Regions from separate parts of the Gossypium hirsutum genome. Here all the other regions are linked to region 4. Evidence: chromatin contacts called from public Hi-C data. All regions are on one chromosome and are shown on one strand. The core of a region is the stretch at or near the end of the contact, and the rest is flanking DNA. Distances in the headings are between cores, read along the strand shown. Region 1 holds the start of LOC107909883 (endoglucanase 6). Region 2 holds the start of LOC107909932 (probable polygalacturonase). Region 3 has its middle 28 kb from the start of LOC107909859. Region 4 holds the start of LOC107911211.

Region 1 (4,785 bases), core at 2,105-4,604, 700 kb before region 4:
AAAAGTAAATTCAAAAAAAAAAAAAAAGCAAGTTTCATGTTTCACTGCTTTTTAGACATTCCTTGCTTCTTCAACTATTTCCTTGAGGTTTTCTCAGTTACCTTCCACTTTTTCTGTTCAATAATTTTATTTACAATTATTTTGTTAGCTTCATGCCCTCCCGTATAATTTCCTTATCCTATAAAAGTCTAATACTGCCCCTACTCCCTCTATTCTTCAGGCTTCTACGATTTAGTCCCCAATTTAAACCCTCCATTTGTTTGGTTTAAAAAATAAAATTTGAGGTAATACAGCCCTACTAATTAAGTTTTGTTTTTCCAAAAGGAGCCTAAAACAAAAAGAAAAGAAAAGAAAAGAAATGTTGCTTTTGTAAGTTTAAAGATCAAAATCAAATGACATTTTTTTAATCTTATCTTGTGAAGAATAATTTAGCAGCCGCTTTAGGAATTTATTAATCAAACTACAGAGAAAGGTTTAATTGGAGGTTCCAAATTCCAAATATGATGAAAGAAAGAGACCCTGGCTGGGAGATATGAGACACATTTATCTCACACCACATGTCCTTAGCCCTCTCTTCTCACATATCCCTTTCCAGTTTACTTGTATAATTCTATATACCCCCATCTCATTTTCTACTTTTATATGTAATTGTATACATGAATTTTGATTTTGTATAATTTTATACAAAAATTTTTAATTTAATTCAATTCTTGTAAATTATTAACACAATTCTTGATAGTACATCATTTTATGTTTATATGTTGCATACATAAATAATTATATTTATCTAATATAAAAATAAATTTATGTATTTATTTCTTTAAATGTGCACGATTAAATCAAAATTAAAATTTCAAGTATATATTTGAACCATAATTAGAGTTTCACGTGTATAATTGCACCAAAGTAAAGTTCATCTATACAATTGCAAATTAAATCAAAGTATGTATAATTTTGATATCTATCCCTAAACTCTATAACGATAAGTGGTAAAAGTATTGTGGGGGCCCCTATACTAGGAATCAAATTGCGTTTTGCTCTCTCAACTCAAAAAATAGGCAAATTATTCTCTATACATTAGATCAAAGATCAAATTGGTACTTACTGTTAAAAATTTAATTCGTTTATACTGTTAAAAACTAACGTGGTTGACAGAATAACCAAACAGTGACACATGACATGTCATATATGCCTCATGCTGATGTACATTGACCAAATTTTAACAGTAGAAATAAATGAAATTTTTAACAAAATGATCAAATTATTCTTTGATCTAATATATAATGATTAATTTGCCTAATTTTTGAGTAGAGAGGACAAAATGCAATTCAACTCCTACTACAAGATATACTTTTACCAAAGATAAGTTGGTATTCTTAATTGCACCTAAAAAAACATTTAAACTCTTAATGATGTTTAACTAGTATATTGAGTAACCTAAATCAATACTTCATTTAAAACTAAGAGTTTGTCAAAATTTGAGTGCATAACAATCTAACAAATTAGCTCTAATTGCCAGAAAAAAGAGACCAAATTGAAGTAAACTGTTTGTGGAATTGTATTAGTATAAGCTAACAATTTGTAGTCAAAGTATAACATATTTGAATAAAAGGAGTAACTAATTTAATTAGGCATCTCTTGCCTATTAGTTAGGAAAGCAAATTTGAATTCTGTGCTTGCGTTGCGCAACAATACTATCCAAAGATATTTTTGTAGGCCATAAAAGCAAAGTTGGTGGTACTGTTTCGGGCTGACTGTGTCCCATTCTTTACCAACAACAAAGCAAAGCAAGAGTTCCACTTATGGAAGATGGCCTATGCCTTCAATTTATAACCAACGTTAATGTTTTAACATGGATTTCGCCACGTCAAAGTGGGAACAAAATTGGTGGGGGGGGGGGCAGGTGTACTTAGGGAGGCTGATAAAAAACTAACTCACCCGGACAGCCGGTGACCGCGTTGCCTAGGTAGAACCATCAGAAGTCGTGATAGAACCGTTGTTAGCCGGTAATTGCGGAGGCTTGCCTCTTTGACTTACATACCGTACGTCTCCACTGTCCACATCTCTTGGTTTTTTAAAACCTTCTTATGATATTAAAATAAAAAACTCTTTTTTACTTTTATGAAAGGGCAAAAGGAAAAGCAAGATGACAAAAATATTTTCGGCAACCCAAAAAAAAGAAAAAGGTTAATTTCCGGCGGAGACCGTTGATTGCTGTTGGGAATTAAGCGCTCTCTTTTTGACCTTTTAAATAAAATAACCAAATGAAAATGGACATCTTGCACAGTTGATTTTACAAAGGATTGTCATATTGCCTACCGGATGCCGTCGGTGGACTCCTAATTTCAGAAGAGAAAATAAAATGGGGTTGTCGGGTTTGGCGAATCATAGTTACCATTATCAACAATTCCGGTTGATGCTGAGAAGTTCCCTCAATAATTAAAGCAATTATTCAAATTCCATGTCTTCTAAGCTTGTCAAAAAAAAAATTCAAATTCCCTCTAATATTTAGATTTTAATTCTACATCCAATCGTCATAAAAACCTCAACCCCCTTTTCTTTAGCTGGACAAAATAATGGCTTTTAGTTGAGAATTTAGGGTTACATTCAACCCCCTTCATCAATAATATATAACATTTACATTTATCCATTAATAATGCATCTTTTTCTTTATGCTTTTCACATCAATTCATTCTCCAAACATATGTAGATTTATGTGTGGTCAATAAATTATATCTTAAAATTTATTGTTTATGATAATAATTATAATTTTTTTAAAATTATATATATTATATATGATTTCTTTTATATTTTTAATCAATATAATATATATAATATTAAAAAAATAAAAGAGACATGTGGTATATTCTAATAGCATAACATGGCAAATCAATGTCTGATCAATTACCGTCAACAATTGGTCAATATCTACCAATGATCAATCAATACTCGTCAATGGTCGATCAACATCGACCACTGTGACATTTTTTTTCATTGATCAAAGTGGCCTAACAAATATTTTTAACCAACATTACAAAATAGATAAATAAAATTAAGTACAAAATTGAGAAAATGAATATATTTTAAGAGATTTAAGTTAATATTTAAAATAATCATATTTAATACAATTCAAAAAGAAAAAGAAAATAAAATGTCTAAAATAATTAGGGTTAGATATGTGCTATAATTGGCCTAATCAAGCAGTGTGGCAGCACCTGTAAAAGATGATCCAGGGTTTGCAATTTTCCCATACCTAATACGACAGGAGACGCAAACGGACAGGTCGCAGGCTGCAGAAGCCAGATGATTAATTTAAAAATAAAAATAAAAATAATTTGCATTAATTATGGGTGAACAAATTTCAAAACATAAACCAAGCAGCCAAGTTTTGCAAAATCCAATTATGTCCACCATTTGTGACCCAGGACAGGGTACCCTCCCACATGCGGTGCCCAACAGAGATTTAATGGAGTCGTAATAAACTTCATGCCTTAATTTCAGGGGCATTATTCCCAAGTTACAAACAATGTAAGTTTAGTGGAGTGGAGAAGGCATAAAAAGAAATTCTACAGAAGAGTAAAAATCAGAAATTAATTTTAATCATGTTTAGCAGCAGTTTCCCTGCCAAAAAGAACCATTAAATCCGCACCGACTCTACCCAGTGAAAGACTAAAAGCGCCAGGGACACCCACATGACTTTGTTCTTTCCCTTTCCCTCTCCTCCAATTATTATTAAAAACTACTTTCAATACCAATTTTTAACCTCTCTTGCTCTTCCTTCCCTCCACTCCACAATATATAGAGGCTTCAGCTCCTCTTCCAATTCCCAATCCCACTGCTCTTTCTCTCCTCACTTTCATTTCTATCACCTCTTTTAACTCATTCCATTTTTTTTTACCTTTCTCTCCAATTCCCAATCCCACTGCATTTTTTGTGTTCGATACCAAATGGGTTTCTCTTTTTAGTTTTAGAAACTTGAAGGAAACCCCACTCTGCAGAAAGAGATCTGTTTTTGTTTCAACTTGAAACTTGAATTGTGTCTTTTGATAAGTTTGAATGTACATGGAGAAGTTGATGAGGCTGATTGAAATGACTCCTTTACTTCTGCTGCTTTTTCTTCCTTCTGCTTTTGCTGGACATGACTATAACCAAGCTCTGAGCAAGAGCATTCTGTTCTTTGAAGCTCAGAGATCTGGTTACCTTCCTCATAACCAGAGAGTTACGTGGAGAGCCAATTCCGGCTTGAATGACGGCAAGGCCAGTGGGGTAAGTTAAAGTTCCACTCTCAACTTGAACTTGTTTTCTCGGTCAAAACGTCACTTTTGTTCTTTGACTTGCTTCATTTAGAATCGAAAATTATGGTATTTATGGTTGAAGTTGTTTTCCCAAATTCTCAAGGTGGATCTGGTTGGAGGGTACTACGATGCAGGGGACAATGTGAAGTTCGGACTGCCCATGGCATTCACCATAACAATGATGTCCTGGAGTATTATAGAGTACGGGAAACAAATGGGTGCCAATGGAGAGCTCGGCCATGCGATGGAAGCAGTCAAGTGAGGCACTGACTACCTCATTAAAGCTCATCCCGAACCTTATGTCCTTTATGGAGAGGTACTCTTCCCGACCTTCTTCCCTCGTGTTTCTTCCCATTCTTAACACTCCATTATTTTGTCACTAATATGTCCAAATCCCTTTTTCAAATCTCATACTTGATAGCAACACTTGGCTACTAATAAAATATTAGTTTGAATTTAATACTGCTAAAACTCAAAAGGACTCAATTAA
Region 2 (4,766 bases), core at 1,626-4,125, 820 kb before region 4:
AAGAATTAATGCAAAAATTACCTGCAATAAACAGGATGAATGTTCCAGAAGGGGGAATTTCTAAAAATCACATTGGAAATGACAATGCCTCTGGAATTCACAAATTCAACGAGACTTGGTCTTGTAAACTGGAGAGTCCTCTGCCTCCACATGTTCCACCAAATATCTCCTTGACCATCAATTGTGCCATTCTCACCTGTTATAGTTAAAACAAATCATGGTAATTAAAGTTGAAGTTACATGAACCGTGATAATAGAACACAGACATGATAGATGTGAGGAGCTTTTATTCTCCAGCAAAATTACAGAAGTCTGAATTACTTGCTATTAACCTTAGTATGATAAAATAACATGAAGATCCATGACAGTAAATCATGTTGTTCTCAGTGTATAATAGGCTTTTGTAGTATATAGATAAGTATCTCAAACATAAGATTCATCATATTTAAATGATTCATGATGGTTAACAGAACACAAAACAAATATATCTAAAACATGTGTGAGGCAAGCTATCAGAATGATCGACCACATAGACATCAATACCTACCAGTTATCACCACATCTTCCAGTCCATCTCCATGAATAAAGCTCATATATCTTCCTCCAGGGCGCTCCCTTCCCCTTCCATAAGATGGCAAAGGAGCAATTAAAGGCCAATTTGAGGTGTCCTGAGATATTAATCCAGGAAGAAAATTATATGCAAGAAGCATCTCCAATAAAATCTTACCATATTAAGAGAATAGCAGTGCGATGAAGTTTCTGAAAACTTTCAAATTAGGAGAAAGGCTTCAACAGGGCTTCAAATAGGCATGATGAAAGAAAAAAGGAGACAGGTGGAGAATAAATTGATCTCTTCGATATAAGAACATCTTTGTGGCTAAGGGAAAAAATAAGGAAAAAAAAAAGTATGTTATTTCAAAGGACAAAGGCGATCATCAATTCCTAATGAAATGGATGTAGCAGTGGCCTGCTAAAAACCCATAGTTTTTACTTGATCCGGGATGCGTGATGTATATGTCATTATGAAATGATCTATTAATCTCCTAATAAGTAGTTTAATGGCAGTTCCATCTACTGCTCCTATGAGGCTGCCTTCGTAATGTCAAACAAATAAGACATCAATTTTTTATTTAGTTCTTTTGTGAAAATCAAATGGTAGTTTACCAAATGACAAGCAGAACCAGCCACAAATAGCCATATTTTCTCCCATAAACTAGGCCACCATTACGACTAGTTTTCAGCATGTTATAACCCAAGTAGAGTACATGATGACTGCATTCAGTAGACTTCAAGCAGAAAGGGATTTCAGACAACTAAATAGAAAACATGGTTCTCTGGTGATTAGAAGAAAATAATAGTCAAAAACCAATGTGTGGGATATGATTCTCCAAACACCCCCAAAAACTTGAAATGACTTAAAATTTTGAATATACACGTCATAATTGGATACTCACACGTAAATCTGACTACTCCTTTCAAGTATGACCATAACCACTTATTTTTCTAACATCTAAAAATATCTTAATTGAAAGCTATTGCGACATCATCCATTCAGATTGTCTATTACTACTGTCCATTAGGAAGAGTATGATTTTATTATTTAATTAATAACACCAACACTGTAACAGGACTGCATTATATTATTAATCTAGACTAGATATGGCACCAAGTTGGACAACAAAGCCTGCCAGCTATTGAATGAGAACTAAAGAAAAAAGAAAACCCAAAATATCATGCACATGCAACTATACTATGGCAACCGACAATATTTCTCTCATATCTTAACAATGCTGCGCGGACCCACTTCCATGGAGACCATCTTCGCCACAAACAGTGTCGCAATAAAATTGTCATTTCAACTATATCGTACAAACTACACTTATTATATTTAAGACAACAATGCAACCAAAACCCAAATCTTTAAAAAAGTGAACAAAGAATAAAGAAAAGGAAAGAAAAGCAAGAATAACAGTCATATAGAAGAATCAGTCTTTGCAATTATTATTATAAATTATACTAGTTCATAATTAAAACCCAGATTACAGCTTTCATTACCATTTTAGAAGCAAAGTACTTTAATCTAACAATGATCAATTCATTTCTAAGATTCAACTCACTCCCATTTTCCTCACAATTAAACCTTACGTTTGAGTAAAATACAGCAATTTTTTTAGCAATATTAGGAAGGGAAGGGTTGGAATAAAGATTCTGTAAGATCCAAACTTGAGTGAAGACTCTGATAATACTAGCAAGTAATAATCAGTAGTTAAGAGACTTGAGTTACCTGAGTGGCTTTGATAACAGCACCTCGAGCCAAATAAAGTGTCATATGACTAGTAAGATTGAAACTGTCGGTTAAGTAGACTCCAGAAGGCACAAAAAGTAGCGTGCCGCCTCTCCTTCTCAGATGCTGAATCCGATATATAGCTTTCCGGAAGGCTATGGTATTGAGCGTCTGTCCGTCGCCGACACCACCAAAGTCCGTTATCGATATCTTATCGCCTCTTTCCGTCATAGGAACAATCCCCGAGCAGGTTGTCAAGTCCCCATAAGAAAAGTGAACCCAAAAAGAGGCTTCAAGGAAGAAGCAACAAAGCAAAACAGAAGCCAATGCACGAAACATTCGGGTTCAAATAGAAAGAAAAAGAAAGGGAAGTTTATTTGGAGAAGGACAGAAAATGAGTTGATGGAACACTGGGCGTAGATACGGAGATGGAAACAAGGAGAGAGCTCCAAAGGGTTTCTTTCTGCTTATTTTTTTAATTAAGAAAAGGAAAGCTTGAACTTTGAAGTAAGGATTGGGACTTTATCAACTTATCGCAAAGAAAGGCCGGAGAGAAGTAATGGTTGAGGTGTTGATGCCTTTGGTTTTGGCTCAACTCTTAATTTTAAGATTTCTCTATTTTTTATGTTTAAAATATTTAATAATAATAATAATAATAATAATTATTATTATTATTATTATTATATATGCACTTTTTGACTTAATAATAATAATAATAAAGTTAAAATCACCTTTTGATTTGAACTTGGTCTGAATTCCTTTTTTGTTATTTAGGTTAAAATTTGTTAATTATTCTTACATTAAGGTTTTACCCTTTTTTCTTCATGTTAGGTTTTGAACTTGACAAATGTTCTCACATTGAGACTTCAACTCTTTTTTATTCAACTTAGTCCTTAAAAACCTTAAAGTTTAAATCTTAATTTGGGGATAATTGCCAAGTTCAGACCCTAATGAGGAAACAATTGTCAAATTCAGGGCTTAACTTTGACCAAAAAAAAGTTAAGACTCCAATGTGAGAAAAATTGCTAAGTTTAGACCCCAAATAGTGATTTAATCCTAATAAAACTTATTATTTATTGATAAACTCATTTCTCAAAATACGCTTTTTAGGCAATTTTGATATCGAGTATAGTTTAATGTGTTGCCAAATCAACACATTAATTCATACATTTTATGTCAGCATGTCGAGAAGAGTTGAAATCTACAAGTGTCAAGTTTAGAGATAAAAGGTTAGACTAGCATTTTATTTTGTCGTAGGACCAACCAACTACATTGAATGCAGTGGAAGTCAGTTCTTATGGTGATCGCCTTCCACTCTATAAAAATTCAATCATCCTTCTTTTTTTCTCATCAAAATCTTACTCAAGCTTTCCAACTCTACAAAAAAACAAAAAAAAATGCTTTTATTTACATATTTTTCGAGAGAAAATGGTCTACCATATTATTAATTGTGCCCTCAACAAGGTGAAATCTCTAATTATTTTTTTAATTATCGAAGAATTATTTTTAAGATTTTCCAAATTTTAATTCTTTTTGTTTTTAACAATTAGTATTATCTTTAGGTCTGACATAATTTACACTTCTCGGATCCCAATCTTCATTCCTAAGAATGTTTGCAAGATGTCAATTTGTCCATGGCATATAAAATGGAAAAGCTCCATGTTGGTTTCCATCTTGGTGAAAATATGGAGGCCGAAAATAATTACATTCCATTTTCCATGTAAGGAAGAAACAATTACTCTCAAAGACATCACTTTTATAATTGACATTCAAATTAATGGAGAGGCAGTAATTGGACCTAATGGCATCAATTTGGAGTCAATGTGCGGGCAATTATTAGGTATCGTGCCATCAAAGGAGAGGTTGAAGGATTTACATAGGTACCAATTGAAATGCACATGGTTGGAGAAACTTGTCAAAAAATATAAAATTAAATTGGCGGTGTCCGCAAGCGTACGGGTCAAATTGTAATATAGTTTAGCTTACAACGAAGCACTGGTAAGTGTTTCGAGGATCGTACCCAAAGAATTGCAAATTAGAGAAACTATTATTAAATCAATTACATAAAATAATTACTAATCTAATTGAGTCACGAATCGATAGTGTGAATCCAAATTAATATTTTAATTAAACTAATTAAATTAACTAACCTAAATTAACCTAATGGAATTTTCTATTCCTAGTGTTGACAATGTGAGCCTCTAATCTATGATATGAGATTCCTAATTATCTAATTAAATATTTAATTATCATCGATTGAGTTATTTACCACCCTTAGCTAAGAATACCCTTCAAATCTCATCCTCACTAAGGATTACCACCTAAGTCACCCTTCCGGTCTCTTCCTAGGCATATGGATACCCTCCCGGTCTCATCGCTTGGAACAAGTTATACACGACAGGATACTCTTTCGGTCTCACCTATCTAGATATTCTATCAAGGGCGTCACTCCCTAATATACTAAGTAATCTTGAATAAACAA
Region 3 (4,477 bases), core at 656-3,155, 630 kb before region 4:
CCTTGCATGGAATTATGTAGTAACGGCTAATATAGAGAGTTATCATGTGAAGGACAAAGAAAAAAAGAAAAAGAAAAATCGTGATTCAATTTTCTTTTTCTCATAATTTGAATAACATATTTTAATATAACTCTTAAATATTTTCTCCAAAATTTTATTTTAGCGACAAAGAATATATTTATCAACAACCTTATCACTTCGCCTATTGGTATTGGTGTTTATTTCTGAACCCCCAACTTGAGTTTTAATCATAGGGATCGTCTGCACGGAATGTGTATATCGGTGACAATTGAGAATCCTATCAAGAATGTATGAATTGTATGCTTTAAAATATTATATTTATTAATAAAATAAAATAATGGAAAAGTAATGAAAAGTAGAAATGATAAAAAATTTATTTAGATCAATAATTTTTTTTCAAAACTAATAATTATTAATAGAAAATGTAATGGTTCGATTAACTGCAAGAAAAACTAATTAAAAAATGTATAAATGTAAATTGATATATATTTTTTTATTAAGTGAGTTGGCCTAGGATTATATTTTTTTTACAAAAAAATAAATCCTACATTATTTTTGATAAATTAATAGGGTACGTCTCGAATAACAAATGCGACTAGCGTGACTTGAACTTAGGGCGATAAACATCCTTGACCATTTGGTCATCACATGGAGTTCATAAATATTAAATTGAATATATAGAAAACCTTTAAAAACAGAAAAGGAATAAAGGAAAAGAAAAGAAAGAAAAAAGCAACAACCATCCCATTTGTCCATCACAGAAAATGACCAATTGGATAAAGTCAACAAGTCAAGCCATCAGTGGGCTACATTTGAAGGGCATTTCAGTTAAATGTATTGTGTTCGTAATTTGTTATGGTATTCATATATGTAGAATTAACCTATTTTGATTGATCCAAAAACATTCAGACCAGAGATCCCCATGTCTGTTCTAAAGGATTTGAGTACTTATTCATTCACTGAATTTTAACACTCTAAAGGAAATAATCAAGTTTTGAGGATTCTATTAGATCAATCACTGAATTTGGTCACTACTTTGTAAGAGAGAGGCAAAGCATAAGATTATCAGATACTTCCAACTTTCTGAACTGCTGTTTTTGAACCTTAATTTAGAAGTTGAGATAAGAATCAATAGCAGGGTTTAATATGTCAGAATATGAATTTCAAACCATTCATTTGGACGAAATTTTACTTGTATTTTACATGATTCTCGTATTAGATCAAAACTAAAACAAATAAAAGGTCACAAACAGCCCAGAAAACTGGTATGCTCTCATAATCTAACACTCTTCTGGGATTCCATCGAGCACTGAATTGGTAGCCGTGAAAGGGGAGACAACAATAACACGATCCGGTGGGAGGTGCACAAGCTCACGAGCTACATCTTTGAAGTCGAGAATCCCTCCATCTTTGCATTTCGACAGCAGTCGAGCAGCTTCTTCCTTTGTCATCTTCAGTTTTACTCTTGTAACAGTAGTTCCTGCTTTCCCATCGAAGCCTCTGGCGCTGCTACTGATCTTTGGATCCCTCTCACGATCCTTAACTTTTAGCAATGGTGTTGAGCTTGATAAGTAATCACCATAATACTTCTTTTGATTGCTTGGTATTTTCTTCTTGCTCAACTCATCTCTGTATATGAACTTTGATGAACTCTTGGATTCTATAAAATCAAGGATTTCACCTGACAACTTTTTGGAAACATAAAGCAAGAAAGTTTAGCATCTTTGAGGGGAAAAAACTAAAAAGACAGGCTTTGTTTTTATGGGTTTTTCTTCCCCCCCCCCTTTATTACACTTTTTTGGGCTGATAAAGCAGATGTAGGGTGGGGTTTATATAGAAGGCCGGTTGGATTTGTGAATGAAGGAGTGCCTTTTGGAACATTAAATTAGGCTAAAGGGCAATGGGGAGATAAGTCAAGTGCACTCAATTGGAACATTAAAACTGTGTGTCTCATGAGTCAAATTGGAAATTTGGAGTTTGGCACTTAAACTGCTGTGAAAATGGGTGGTCCCCTATGCAGGCCACACTGAGAACAACAATCAGCAATTGGCATGCATGATTGATTGCATTGCTTCCGCTACTTTTTATGTATCCTTTTCCCTTCTTTTCTGTGGTGTTTGTGGGAAGTAGAGGATCTGGCTTTAGGTGTGATTCACAAGAAATTCATTATTCTTCATTCATCATTTAAGAAAAATGTATTAGTATATTTGAAATGAGAATGACAAAGTGAGGATCCATTTTTGTGCAGGTACATATACATTCCTTGTAGACTTCAAGATTGAGACTTACTCTATGTATCCAAAACCAAAGCCCCCAAAAATAAATATAATCAAAATGGTTTTTGAACCATTTTTGGAGGTTAAAAGGCAATGTTGTTGCATTTCCACTTCTTCAATTAGTTCTTTAGGGTCATCTTTTTAACATGAAGCTAAATTAGCCAGTAGTAAAAGAAAAGTTAACTTTCTTTTGAAGCTCTTTTCTTAATTTAAGAGTTCTTTATTTGAATCTTGTAAAAAAATTAATTTCTCAAAATATTGTTTCTTTATGTATCTTGATATTCATGGGCTTCAAGATCCCTTATTTTTACAAAAAAACTAAAAGAATTTGAAATCCAATCATTAGGTGATAATGATATGATTTTGAAATTTCTTCAACATCCATATGTGTTCAGGCTCTCTTGATACATTTTCAAAATTCTTTTTTTTAACTATTGTGAATTTAACTTGAGATAGCATGATCTCGACATACTTTTTTTCTATCATTGTGAAATTAATTTGACTTGAGACAACCTATTTACTCCTCCCTTTCCCCTTTATATGTTTTACAAACTCCAAAAGAGTACTATTTTAATTTTTTTTCAAAAGTATTTACTCACAAGATCTACAAATTCTAAACCTATTCTGTAACACCCCATGTCTGACGGGTACAAGGTTTGTCGCAAAGTCCTAAGGTACTATGATTGGCAGAGTAGGCTTCGCCCAAGTGCATCTTTCGGTGTATAGAGCGAGCGTGTACAATTATGTGGTTAAGTTAATAAAGGTTCCTTTCCAGGTGGCTATGTTAGTTGGAATAGATCAGTGACCGAGTAAAATTGGTACCGAGAATATGAGTTTCTGTCAGGGATAGTGTGTCCGTTAACTGTGGTACTGTGCAAGTTGAGTTGCAAGGTAAGTTGGTTAGGAACCAACTGAATGTGAACCAGAATAGTTAAAAGATAAGATAATATTCAATTAGGTTTCTAGGAAGTTGAAGACTTTTGATAAAACAATTTAGTAATGATGTGACATTTGTCAAGTTTCAATAAGAACTTAGATTATAATAATAGATATTCAAGTTTAGGAAAGGGGGAGTTCTTTTCTTCTTTCTTCTAAGACAAGGTTATCTGAGGCTTGAGGAATCGAAGGCACTTCTTTAAGCTGAAGTTGAGATCCAGGATTTTATCAGTGGTTTCTCCATGTCAAGGTAAGTTTTATGACTCTGCATGTTGTGCTATGAAAGAGTAGGTTTGTAAGAGTGCATGAACAGTAAGATGAATAATTAAGACTTAGTATAAGGGTTATGTAACATCCCAAAAATCGGGGGTTAGTTGAATCGGGTTTGTGAATCAAGAGAGAGTGGTCATGCCTTAATTTTTGAGATTATGTATGCATTTTTAAGAAATAAATTAGGTATTGGTTTGTTGTTTAAGTGTTAATGAAATGTTTCTTAAAACCTAAGTTCAAATCCCTTCTCTCGTATCATTTTTATTATTTTGCAAATTTTGCCTTAAACCCTAGTATATGAAATGCCTTGTTTTTAAAATAAATATTGCAAAATTATTTCAAGAATGAGGAAAAAGCCTAATGGTTAAAAGAAATATGAGAAAGCATTGAAATTAAATGAGGTCCCAAGTTCAAATCCTTTCCCTTGTGAAATAATTAAAATTTGTAAAATTCCTAGTTTTTTTAATGTGTGTGCCATCCATACCCTTGAACCCTAAGTATAAATAAATTTTTTTTATTTTATTTTACAACCTTTAATTCAATTTTTCCCTATCCTAGCCATTCACCTTCTTCCTCTCCTATTTTCTCTTCAATTTTCCTTTTTTATCCCATTGTTGTCGTCGTTTACACCTCATATTTTACCATAGCTATCTTCTTTTTGCATCAAGATTGTGCACCATCTCCTTTAGTATATTGCTGCCATTTATCCTCATCTAAATAATCCCCAAATATGAAATCTTAAACCCCAAGATTGACCTTGAACATTGCCACGAAAGTGCCATTGCCGTTTCTCTCAACTGGCTCAGGTAAAATCTCTTTTCTCTTCAATTTATTGATTAATCTTGTCAATTAAAAACCAAAATATACTGATGTGGAATTTAGGAGATTTTAAATGATTTCAAAGGTATTTTTTTTTCCAGATTTTAATGAGATCTCAAACCATTTTAAAATTCAACCCCAATTTTGGCCACTAC
Region 4 (4,240 bases), core at 1,138-3,637:
GCAATCTCTAATGCTTGTCACATCTTTGAACCCTGTAAGTTCTCTTCCCTGCTTCTATCTAGGATCAGTTGTTCCTCAATGAGTCTTTTGCATTTTGAACACGTCTCTAATGATCTCTTTGCTTTCAGAAAATTGGTTACGACAATGCTGCAGCAGTTGCCAAGAAAGCACACAAGGAGGGGTCCACTTTGAAGGTGAGATTTGTTTCTTCTCTTTATGGTTCACTTCTTGAGTATCTTTGATGCGATCATGGATAGCAATGACTTTGTTTTGTTGTGCTTACTGACATCTTAATATGGAAATTCGACCTCACTTAAGTTGTTCTCATATGGAACTGTTTCAATGTTTGTCCTAATCCTTTCCTTTGATGGCTGAAATACTGAATATGACCTACACTTGTTTCTATGCTTATCTTCTGCAGGAAGCAGCATTGAGCCTTGGTGTGCTCACAAGCGAAGAATTTGACACTCTTGTGGTCCCAGAGAAAATGATTGGCCCATCTGACTGAATTTTTTTTTTTTTTTTTTGCTAGAGGAGACTTGAGCAGCAATTGCTTAGATTTTAATTAATTTTAAGACCATTTTTCTCAGTCAAATTACAAAATAGAATCCGACCGCGATTTTCTTCATATTCTGATTATGGAAAACAATATTATTGAGGTTTCCCATTTGCTTGGAATTGTTTATGCAGCTTATGTAGTGAAAAAAAATAACAGTCGCGGATTGACTAATAAGGGGAAAACCTCCCTCATTTGTAAGGAGACTGATTGAAGTAAAGTTGAAGGCAAAATAAAAGAGATGGCATCGAGTTTTGGTACATACTAATGCTCTTGAATCCTTTTTTATGTATGTTAAAGGTGTTGCCTTTCATTTAAGTTATTCATGTAACAGTACTGCAAAATGTGTATATTTTCTCTTGAACACCAAAAAGGAGAAAAAAGAAAAAAAGCTTTCATTTGGAGAGATGCAAAATGATGACATTCAGTGATGAAGCTAGTAAGTTCGATTTTTGGAAGAATTTTTCTACTATTGCCACCGTAGTCATTATAACTAGCTTTGCTCATTTATCTACCAATCAAGTTCTAGTGAGCATAACACCATGTTTTGTTTGACAAGTCCAATAGTACCGGTAGCTTTCCCATCCCTACTGATCGTTATCCACCATGGTTAAGGTGTTTCTAGCAGTAATCAAAATGAGTTTATAATCCTTCTTTGACCAATCAACACCCCGAATAATCAAGTTGATAAATAATTAGGGTGTAATTGAGTCGAGTCGTGCTCATTTAAAATTCAATGTTTGATACTTTGCTCAAGCTCGATCGAGCATCATTTTTAAGCTCATGTTCAAGTTTGATTAAGCTTTTTTACATCGAGTTTAACTAGGCTTGTTTATAATTTTTGCATTCTCTAACTAAATTAATAAAATATTACTTTTTGAATGTGAGATTATTATTGTTATTTAAAATTTAATTACCAAATCCAAAACAAGATGCTTACTATTCCACTAAATCCTTCCTTGCTAATAGGAAAGTGATGATGATGACAACGACGACGATAATAGTGATGATGACGGTGAATCAAATAATTTAAGTGGTTTTGAAATGGAATTAACAAGAGATGCTATAGCTTCTAGTTTAATGAATTCACTTTAAATTGTAAATGCTATTGTAAAATTTTTAGTATTTATATTTGATATATAAATATTATTCCTTTTTAAAACTTCAATCCAAATATATGTAATATTTTAATTTGTTAGGTTTATGTTTTCTATGTTATGTTAATATCTAATATGAGTTATATATTTAAATACATTTTAAAATAAAATAATACAAATGTGTTGAAAGCATTAATTAAAAATAAAAAATAATTTTTATAATAATACAATTGTGTCAATATCCAATTACAAATATTTAATTATTATATTTAAATATTTAAATATAGTTTATATATTCTAATTAAATTTAATAATTAATTAATATTAATTACTTAGAAATATTTAAAATTAATTTTATATATTAAAATATTAACCATAAGTTATAATAAAATATTTTTTATATTTTTGCTAAAAATCATAATATTAACTAATTTGAATATTATTTAAATACATATTTGTTACTTTATAATATCATGTCTAAAATGGACATTTTATTCTTCAAAAGCACTTTTTAACAACAATACCAAACAATCAAAATTTTCAAAAGTATTTCTCAAAAGTACTTCTCAAAAGTACGTTTCCACAGCAGTTTTGAAAAGTAATGAAAAACTGGCCCTAAGTGATATACTACAATTATTAGCTTTGTCCTCAACTATCAAGATCTTCACGTGGAGGTTGTTACCTGAAATCAATTTTGAGTAATCTCTTGATTAGATCACCAAGGCACTAAGGCGAAAGTAAGGAACTACTCGGACTCACTTTCCCCTTAGAATTTCTATTTACCTATGTATCACCTAGAGTAAACAGCATACGCATAAATCAAGATTATCGGTATGGTAACAATTGTATTAGGCAGTGGATGCGAAGAGATAAATGATGGATCAGAGATTGGGCTCATGGAATTGTTTGACTCAATCAAGCATCCAGCACTGATCAATGGATCAACAGGGGCAGCGTTGGTAACGCAGATTATCAAGCCTTTTCTTTCACTCCATGAGCCGAAGGGAAAAAACAAGAAAAGATGGGTGTATAATGGTCTTTTAACATTAAGCAATACGATCATACAGAAACGACTCTACCCACCGGTCATGGTTATGTACAAGTTTGAGGAAAGTCAAAACACTTCCCGTTAACACAACAGCGATAAGAGAAAAATATCTCTTCATCTTTTGTTAGAAATTCTTTTTCTATAACCAAATCATTATCTGTATCATTCAAACTTATTCTTTCTTTTTCTGCTCCTGCTGCGTATACAAAAAGAGATCAACTTCTGTAAGCTCTGCAGAACCTTTTTTTTTACTTATTTACTTTGGTTAATGGGATTTTGGTTTTATTAGTTTTCTTGCTTTGCTTTTAGTTTGTTGTTTTAGCTTTCGAATATGGGGCATAATTTGTTCTCTTTTTGTAATAGTTTGAGCTGTTAATTACGGGTTAATTGATTCACTTTGATGTAAAAAAAATTGAAAATTCAATGGTTTAATTGTTCCCGGTTCATGAAAACCTTGTCCCTGTAAGTGGGTTAGATACGAATTTTATGACAAAGTAGATTTATGAGATTTTAATTCTAAATCTAGGAAGCATGAGTGATTGATTATTCTTTTGATATACATGTTATCTCAATATTGAAGGGTTCCGCTTTAGGATAGGTCCCGTAGCAGTTTATAGTCTCGGCAAAGATTGAGAAGTGGTGCATTCATGTTGAATCTGTTCAGTTTGCGGGGACTGCCTTGGACTGGTGCTGATGGTCAGCAAAAGGTTCATTTAACAGCCTCTTTGAACTTCCCATTTGGTTGTCATTGATTATCATACATCCCTTAGTCACCTCCATTTTCAGGTTCAGTTAACGGCTGCAGAGTTGGAATCACTTAGATCGGAACTCGCTGATATAGAAGAGAGAGAAGCTCACATGAAAGCTCGGTAAAGGAGAGCTGAATCTTGTCCTTTGAACTATTATGTATATTTTGGTCAACTATATATGAACCTTTAGTTCTTGAGGTCTAGCAAATAATATTCCTACGTAATATTCAGATTTGGATACTTTTGCATGTGATGATGTTTCTGTGTCATTGCAGGTTGGAACATATCGATGGGATTTTGCGATCGGCTCGACTTTCTGGCTATTTGTACATTCGAACCGTATGCATTTTCCAATTTTGCTATCATTTGTATCAAGTTTATCCTGCATCCAGCTCTTTGTTCTTGCAGTACTGTTACTCTCCTGGTTAATGATCTTCCTACATATCTTTCATTCTCAGAGATGGACAGCTTTACCCGGAGAACCTGCTCCTATCGATGATACCAAAATCAACGATTGGCTTCCTCGATTCATTGTTCTTCACGGCCAATGTATATTCTTCTATTTACTCTCCACAGGTAATTAACCCTTTGATGAATTAAGTTTCAAATGGAGCTAAACTTTGAAAAAGCAATAAGTAAACTAGTAAGATTGAAGGATACATGAAACAGGTTGGTATATTAATTATAAACATGACTTGATAATCAACTTCTTAATTTACAATCTGCAGATTTGAGCCCTCAGGATTCCACCCTACTGTCCGATGTTGTGGAAGTAGGTTCCTTGCCAAGT

Evidence for each region. Hi-C and Micro-C count contacts between places; a contact is called where the count stands out from the background.
Region 1: a Hi-C map of leaf shows a contact between it and region 4, with 3 times the contacts expected there. The contact joins the promoter of LOC107909883 here to the promoter of LOC107911211 in region 4. A contact is called at or near these places in 13 of 34 Hi-C or Micro-C datasets (anther, callus, hypocotyl and 2 more).
Region 2: a contact with region 4 is called in a Hi-C map of leaf, with 3 times the contacts expected there. The contact joins the promoter of LOC107909932 here to the promoter of LOC107911211 in region 4. A contact is called at or near these places in 4 of 34 Hi-C or Micro-C datasets (hypocotyl and leaf).
Region 3: a contact with region 4 is called in a Hi-C map of leaf, with 2.9 times the contacts expected there. The contact joins the enhancer-like site here to the promoter of LOC107911211 in region 4. A contact is called at or near these places in 4 of 34 Hi-C or Micro-C datasets (hypocotyl, leaf and petal).

What each region holds. Positions count from the first base shown.
Region 1 is chrD08:42,648,122-42,652,906 of Gossypium_hirsutum_v2.1, reverse strand. It overlaps LOC107909883 (endoglucanase 6), which reads left to right and starts at 3,354. Exons shown (of 9, transcript XM_041098169.1): 1 at 3,354-4,266; 2 at 4,399-4,611.
Region 2 is chrD08:42,775,646-42,780,411 of Gossypium_hirsutum_v2.1, reverse strand. LOC107909932 (probable polygalacturonase) reads right to left here and starts at 2,875. Exons shown (of 5, transcript XM_016837645.2): 1 at 2,285-2,875; 2 at 548-668; 3 at 22-196. The coding sequence starts at 2,623.
Region 3 is chrD08:42,575,544-42,580,020 of Gossypium_hirsutum_v2.1, reverse strand. No RefSeq gene overlaps it. Among protein-coding and RNA genes, the nearest start is that of LOC107909859, 28 kb to the right of the region's middle. Within about 2 kb of position 1,905, at least 6 of the 9 cell types and tissues checked have an H3K27ac peak or open chromatin away from gene starts, as enhancers often do. A contact at or near this core is called in hypocotyl and leaf, where this site is marked.
Region 4 is chrD08:41,951,015-41,955,254 of Gossypium_hirsutum_v2.1, reverse strand. It overlaps LOC107911211, which reads left to right and starts at 2,387. Exons shown (of 7, transcript XM_016839091.2): 1 at 2,387-2,925; 2 at 3,282-3,408; 3 at 3,488-3,570; 4 at 3,726-3,789; 5 at 3,909-4,026; 6 at 4,179-4,240. The coding sequence starts at 3,349. LOC107911202 (fumarate hydratase 1, mitochondrial) reads left to right here. Exons shown (of 7, transcript XM_041098187.1): 5 at 5-34; 6 at 129-194; 7 at 422-818. The coding sequence ends at 508.